Regions from separate parts of the Mus musculus genome. Here region 1 is linked to region 2. Evidence: chromatin contacts called from public HiChIP or PLAC-seq data. All regions are on one chromosome and are shown on one strand. Each heading gives the region's core, a stretch centred on a gene start, on an enhancer-like site or on the middle of the called end of the contact. The rest is flanking DNA. Distances are from core to core; before and after follow the strand shown. Region 1 has its middle 43 kb from the start of 4930449C09Rik. Region 2 overlaps Pvt1 (Pvt1 oncogene).

Evidence for each region. HiChIP or PLAC-seq counts read pairs in DNA pulled down with a chosen protein or histone mark.
Region 1: a contact with region 2 is called in an H3K27ac HiChIP or PLAC-seq map of oligodendrocyte precursor cells, with 29 times the contacts expected there. The contact joins two enhancer-like sites. A contact is called at or near these places in 1 of 484 Hi-C or Micro-C datasets (bone marrow-derived macrophages) and 3 of 115 datasets of contacts at active chromatin or transcription factors (embryonic stem cells, oligodendrocyte precursor cells and stem cell-derived neural progenitor cells).

The regions. Positions count from the first base shown.
Region 1 is chr15:63,674,108-63,677,524 of GRCm38.p6, reverse strand. No RefSeq gene overlaps it. Among named protein-coding and RNA genes, the nearest start is that of 4930449C09Rik, 43 kb to the left of the region's middle. Within about 2 kb of position 1,909, at least 21 of the 459 cell types and tissues checked have an H3K27ac peak or open chromatin away from gene starts, as enhancers often do. A contact at or near this core is called in oligodendrocyte precursor cells, where this site is marked.
Region 2 is chr15:62,204,988-62,208,353 of GRCm38.p6, reverse strand. All of the region lies in intron 2 of Pvt1 (Pvt1 oncogene), which reads right to left. Among named protein-coding and RNA genes, the nearest start is that of Pvt1, 170 kb to the right of the region's middle. Within about 2 kb of position 1,688, at least 23 of the 459 cell types and tissues checked have an H3K27ac peak or open chromatin away from gene starts, as enhancers often do. A contact at or near this core is called in oligodendrocyte precursor cells, where this site is marked.

The sequences.
Region 1 (3,417 bases), core at 660-3,159, 1.5 Mb before region 2:
TCCTCCCATTGATGTCTGACAAGGCCATCCTCTGCTACATATGCAGCTGGAGCCATGGGTCCCTCCATGTGTACTCTTTGCTTGGTGGTTTAGTTCCTGGGAGCTCTGGGGGTCTGGTTGGTTGATACTGTTGTTCTTCCTATGGTTGAAAACCCCTTCAGTTCCTTCAGTCCTTTCTCTAACTCCTCCATTGGAGACCCCATGCTTAGTCCAATGGTTGGCTGCAAGCATCCACCTCTGTATTTGCCAGGCTCCAAAGAGCCTCTCAGAAGACAGCTAAATCAGGCTCCTGTTAGCAAGTACTTCTTGGCATTGGCAATAGTGTCTGGGTTTAGTGTCTGTCGATGGGATGGAGCCCCAGGTGGGGCAGTCAAAGAGAATGCTCTAATACTGTGGAATTGGTGTTCTGATAGAGGTGGAGTTGGGGTACTTGGAAGAAGTGTGAGTGGTGATTGGCATGCTTCCCAGAGGAGACAGATCAATCACTTTCTCCCATATTCCCTTAAACCCTATCTTCTGATGACCTCTTCTTTGTGCTCGGGGGACTCTCGCCACCCTCTACTCCATGTGAATTTTATCATCTCTTATGTCCTCCCATTTCAATTCAAATACTTCTTTGAAACCTATCCCACTGGCTTCAGGAAAAAACATTTGCCCGGGCATGTTTCTACTTACAAAATGCTGATTTTTCAACCATAGCTTAGCATCTCTTTGCCTACTGATGGTGGTGGAGAAAGCAGTTACTGGCATGGGTTGGTTCGTGGTGGAAGAACTTATAGTAACAGCTTGTCCTATGCCACTGACTGGGATGCTAAGACCTCAGGCGGAAACCAGGTTTGGGCTATAACTCTAAAGGCCTGCCTTCTACAGTCTACATCTATTAGCTAGGGCCTATATTCTAAAGGCTTCATCACCTCTCCAGACCAGTGAAGGCCCAAGTAATGACGGTATCTTACATTCAAATAGCACAGCAATTCTCAACCTATGGGTTACAACCCCCACAGGGGTCACATATCAGACAACCTACATATTAGATATTTACATTACAGTTCATAACATTAGCAAAATTACTGTTGTGAAGTAGCAATGAAAATGGTTGGGGTGGGGGTCACCACAACATAAGGACATGAGGAACTGTATTAAAAGGTCACAGCATTAGGAAGGTTGAGAACCACTGTGTTAACACGACTCATGCCTGGTGCACTTCCAATGAACCATATACAATGCTATTCTGTGCTGTTGTACATTTATGCTATTTTTACTGTTGACATAAAGATGGAGGGTCTATAGCCAAGAGGTTATCAAAGCCACCTAAGATGATGTGTGGATAGCTGGAGTTTGGAAAGGGCTTCATCCTTCATCGAATGCCCCAGTGTTTTCGGGACACTGTTCATTTTCATGTTTGTTAAAAGCTGAAACATGTATCCGGGTAAAGATCCAAACATTACATCATCTAAAATCACCCAGTGACATTTCATTCCAAATCTTCAGAACCCTTTGACTGTCCTAGTAAAGGGAATCTCAAGCCTACTAAACACAAGTGTGCTGTTCTATATTTTTGCATGTTTACAGAAACAGATTCCTGAGGAACAAGGCCGAGCCTTCAGCTGTCTCTGATAGGACAGTGTGTTGGTTTGGATGACACTAATCCGTTAGTGTCCAGGGGCTGTCAGCTCCCCCACAGGCTCTATCTGTCTGTAGCCACCATCAATAAAACCCTTTAAGCAAATCTGTACATTTGGGGGCAGGCTGGCGAGGCACGTGCCCTGGAGCACCCCTGTCCCAATAATCAAACTCTTGTAAGCTCCGATGAATGAAAGTCTTTCTCTGGGGACCAGTATATGTTTGTTTGTTGGCACGGTCCTAATGACTTAAAGAAAATGCCGGAAACCAGCCCCGCACTCTTTTCTGAAAGGAACATTGGCCCTTTGTTCAAGCCATGTATTTGCAGAGCGGCTTCTGAGTTAAGTCCTTGGAATTCCTCATGGTTTATGTGTCTTTGTAAGCTCCCGGTATTGAAGAAGCAAGGGCTTTCTTTTGCTTTTTTTTTTTTTTCCTCCCCCCACCTCCCCAATGAATTCAACATTGTATTGAACACACCCTGACTCAATTTTGATAAAACCAACAACTTACAAAGCCAACTTGGGTGGAAAAATGTAGAAACACGAGTAGAATTTGATATCGTTGTAGGCTGTTTGGCTTTAAAAAGGTTAAGAATGTGGTTATTTAGTCTGCAGTTTAATTCCCAACAGTTTTTCTTACGTTCTTTTTGTTCAGGAACAGTATCGTGGTTGTTACAGTAACTTCCATGCCACTGAGAAGTAGCATGCTTAGAAAATATTTTCCATGGCACCTACAGACGGTCTGGTCTACATTCTGATTCTTTCCCCCTGTGTAAGCCCAATGGCCAAAGTTGAGGGTGGCTTAGAAAGGTGGGGCTTATGAAGAATGGTCTGGCCTTTCCAACCTGCCTCTCCCCTTGTCTCTCTGAATCCCCTTTCTTCCCCTGCACATAGTGTGAACCATAAGGCAATTTGTCCTGTGTGATTGTGCTGAGTGTTCAGTAAGGTGTATTGCCAGCAGAATCCCAATCCAGGTACTTCACAACCATCTGTTCCCTCTTTCCTCTGCCTTTAGGTCCTGGATAGGTAAGCACCCAGGATGGCTAAGAGGTGGACACATGAATTTAATTGTTTGTTAAGGCTGGTGTATAATAAAGCATCACATCCCACGTGGCTTAGGCAACTGACATTTCTAATTCTGCAGACTAGAAATCCAAGACCAAGGTATTGGCAAGGCTTTTGCCGTCACTGTTTTTGCATATATATAATGTCTGTATTTATTTGTATGTATATGCCTGCTCATCTGTATATGCACTATGTGCCTGCAGGTGCCCGTACTGGCCAGGAGAGGGCACCAGAACCTCTGGAACTGAAGTTAACCGTTGGTTACCAGCTGACTGACACAGGTCCTGGGAACCCAACCCTAACACTCTGCAAGAACAGAGATTCTTCTTGACCACTGAGCCTCTTGTTTAGTCCCTTTGTCACCTTTTTATACGTAGCCTGTCTCTGGCTTACAAATAACCCCCTGTCCTCCCTCTGGGTATGTCTTGAATGACTTTTTAATGATAGCACTTGGTATAATAGATTGAGGAGCATCCTACTGATTGACTTTTAGTTTAGTTACCTTGTTAAAGATCTTCTCTAGAGACACTCACATTCTGGAGTCCTGGGAAAAGGACCGAGGCATATGAGTGTGGTGGGGGCAGGAGACGGGCGCACATAGATCTTGGAGGATGCTAGTTGAAGCCTGAAATATTCTGTTACAGCACAATCACCGTGCAGTGCCTTATCAAGCACTCTCTTTTCTCCGCACTTCTGAGTGGGTGGCTTGCAGGGGGGGGGGGGAGGGGGC
Region 2 (3,366 bases), core at 439-2,938:
AACTGCAATCATATCAGCCCTTCCTTGGTACAGAGACAGGACCATGCATAGAGCCAGAGCACCTTCATGTTGTGCAAATGAAGGACGTGTGCAGAGGATATGCCAGGACTTTCTCTGTCCAGCAGCCCCAGGTTCTAGCCAGAGCTGGAGGAGGCTATAGGAAAGAAGTTGGCCACGGAGCTTCCAAGACCTTAGAACTGAACTGCAGAGGGCAGCCAGCTCCCCGTGCCCACCCAGCCCAAGTGGGTGGGTGCTCCTTTCCCTCCACAGCCTGTCCTGCTACATCAAGTCCTCAGAACGAGGCAGATGGCAGAATAGGAAACCCCACAGAGAGAGACCAAAAGGTTGGAGCTCATCCTCTAGTCCCGGCTTGATGTAGGACCTCTGTGAGACTGAAGATGGTCACCCTACCTCTGTGAGCCGAGGCAATAGAGTCCTGCTTCAAAGGGCGATTTGAGAGATCCCAGGAGACATGGGCCGGCGGAGCCTCTTTGAGTGCAGGCTATGTGTGTAGGAGTCATTTCAGGTTTCCTACACTGTTTTCAACAAAAGAATCAGAAATGAAGAAGCTAGGATTTAAAGGCAGAGACGGACATTCCTTTCCTTCCCTGGGCCTTCTTGTGAGGCACTGAGCTTTGGTTGCCCAGACTGTGAACTGGGATATTGACTATATGCCATTCACGCCATAGGCCCATGTCAGAGTAAAAAGCTTGCCATCCGTCGACACTCAACACCGTTAATTACCGCCACGTTGTTCTATCAAGGATAAAACCCTCCTGTCTAAGATATACCTCTTAAGTAGTTCTTTGCCTGGTTGAGACAGGAAGGGAGCTACAATGAGACTCTGGGTGTGTTCCAATCATTCATAAGGCCGTGGTTGCAGCTTCATTGGCAGAGTGCTTGCCTAGAATATCTGAAATCCTAGGTAGCACACTTTTAAAACAAAACAAAACAAAATGAAAGCCTAAAAGTACCATAGAAGAGCGTATGTGGTGGCTACCCCCTATCACTTGGAAAGGAAAGACAGGTACAGCATAAGTGCAAGTTCACATAGCAAGTCCAGGACAGCCTGAGATACAAAACTAACTCATAATGTCTATACAAAAGCAGACAAAGTGATATCAGAGGGCCTCAGCTGAATAAGAAGATATGATTCTGTTTTGGAAACATGGTCTCACTATGTCCCCTAGGCTAGTTTTGAGCCTTGGTCTCTTCACCTCAGCTTCCCTGGATATCGGAATGACTGGTGTGTGCCACCAGGACCAAGAAGTCCTTCTGATCTGACCTGAATAAAAGGAAATGGGGATTGTGTGAGATCCTACATGTGAATAAGATTGCTGAGTGTGTCCTGGGTAGGAGTGGGGGTGGAAGTAGGGGGGGGGCTCCATCATTAGGAGTGAAAGGCTGAAACACAGTGTCTGTTCTGAGTACATCACTCATGCCTCCTGCCTTCATCCTTGGGTCACGTGAGCAAGTGGTAGAACTATCATCTGCCTATCACATAGCTGGGAGAAGGAGGCACATGGAAGGGAAGAGAAAGTCCCTGAATGTGACTGTCCCAGTATCTGGTCTCTAGCATCTGAAATGCCCAAGGCCTAACAGAAGCATTCTGCTTCCTCCCCATGACCAGTCAAACAAACACACGATGGTGGTGGCAGGTGCCCAAGGCAGCCAGCCAAGCAGGGTTTCTTCCTGGCCACTGTGCCAGCAAAAACGGAAGCCTAAGAATGCCTTTGGCGATCTCCCCATCTTACTCTGAGCTGGCAGGCAGGAGGAAGAAGTTAGGAGCAGGTGGCTGGGATGGGGGCTTTTCTCTTCTGCTCATTTGAGGGTGGGCTGGCCATGCCACCCTTGAAGCAGCTCTTGTACTTCATCCTGGCACATAGATACTTTACAGTTTTGTTTGACTTCCCTTAGATGAGAGCACAGAGTACCTTGGGTGTGGGACAGCATGCTTTTCTAATGCTCAGACGAAGGTCTGTAAACTCATAATGCATTTGAGGTTGGTTATCCAAGCATTTCAGAGGTGCCCGGTGGCACCCAGTAGCCCACAAGGTCTCGGCCATCACACAAGGTATTATGGGTAACCTGGTCACACATTCAGCAGTGACATCTATCCACCAGGTGGAATTTCTTCCTGAGTAAAATCTATTTATGCTTTGCTGTCAGGTAGCACAGGACCTAAATGCTCATGTTGCTACATTCTTAGCTGTCACTTCTGGCCACCCATTTAACATCTCTGAGCTACTGTTTTTCCTCCTCAAGACTCAGGAGAGCGATTCCTCCCGGCTGAGTGAAATGAGATGGAATAAGGTATGCGGGCGGAGGACGGGTACCCCAAGTAATTTTGTAGCTCCATGCTGCATTCACAAACAGATGCCTGCAGCAGACTGTGTACTCCTGAACAATATAATGAGCATGCTTTCATATGGAGACCCAATTAATCAGTGGATCACATAAGACTCAAGAGACCCTTCAGCTTCGTACAGCAAATGAGAGCCTAGTTTCTCAACATCTCCTTGCTATTTTTCATGATCTCTGTCCAGCAAATGGCATCTCTACCAGTATGGGCTTGCAGGTGGCGAATGTTGCAGGTGTTGTAATGGTGACTACAGATACCCTAGATATAGTGAGTGGGTGAAGTGCCAGACAGATATGCTGGGTGTCCACCACCTCTCCCTTATAGGACTTTAATGGGCCAGGTAATTCGTGTGATGCTATTTAGCTCCTGTCCTTGTAAAGTTCAAGAGTTATCACTGATATCCCCATTATATAGATCACTGAAACCATTCTAACAACCAAACCTTCAGGGCATAAACACTAGGTTGGTGTCCACACATCAAGGCAGTCAGGCAGACAGCTTGGATGGACTTTCACTAGGTTTGCTCAGAGGTCTGATCTAGGCACTGAGATAGAGTGCCCTGGCTGTATTCTGCTTCATTGATCACACTTTTAGAACCAAAGAGTCATCCCAGATGCAGCTCGTTTTGGGTGATGGGAGACAGGAGAATTGGAAGTTCTTTCTCAACGCTCGTCTGGCAAAATGTCTGCTAACAGGTCAGCGAGAGAAGTCCAGGTGTATGATTGGAATCTGCAGAAGATAACGGGGATAGCTAATCATTGGGGCCATTCCTGCAGCCAACTAGACACACTGCTTGGCAGATAGACAAAGGAGGATCCATAAAACTACTTTTTAAAAAAAGTAACAGAACTAAATTTCCAGGTTGGGATTTGAACTTAGATTTACTTTTTTGTCTCCTTTGTGTGACTTTCCTTTGGTTGGTTTTGGCTTTGGTTTGTTGCTATTGTTCTTGTTGGTTTGGTATATTCTGCTTTTGTCACTGCTGTTAAGTTTGGGTGCTACAG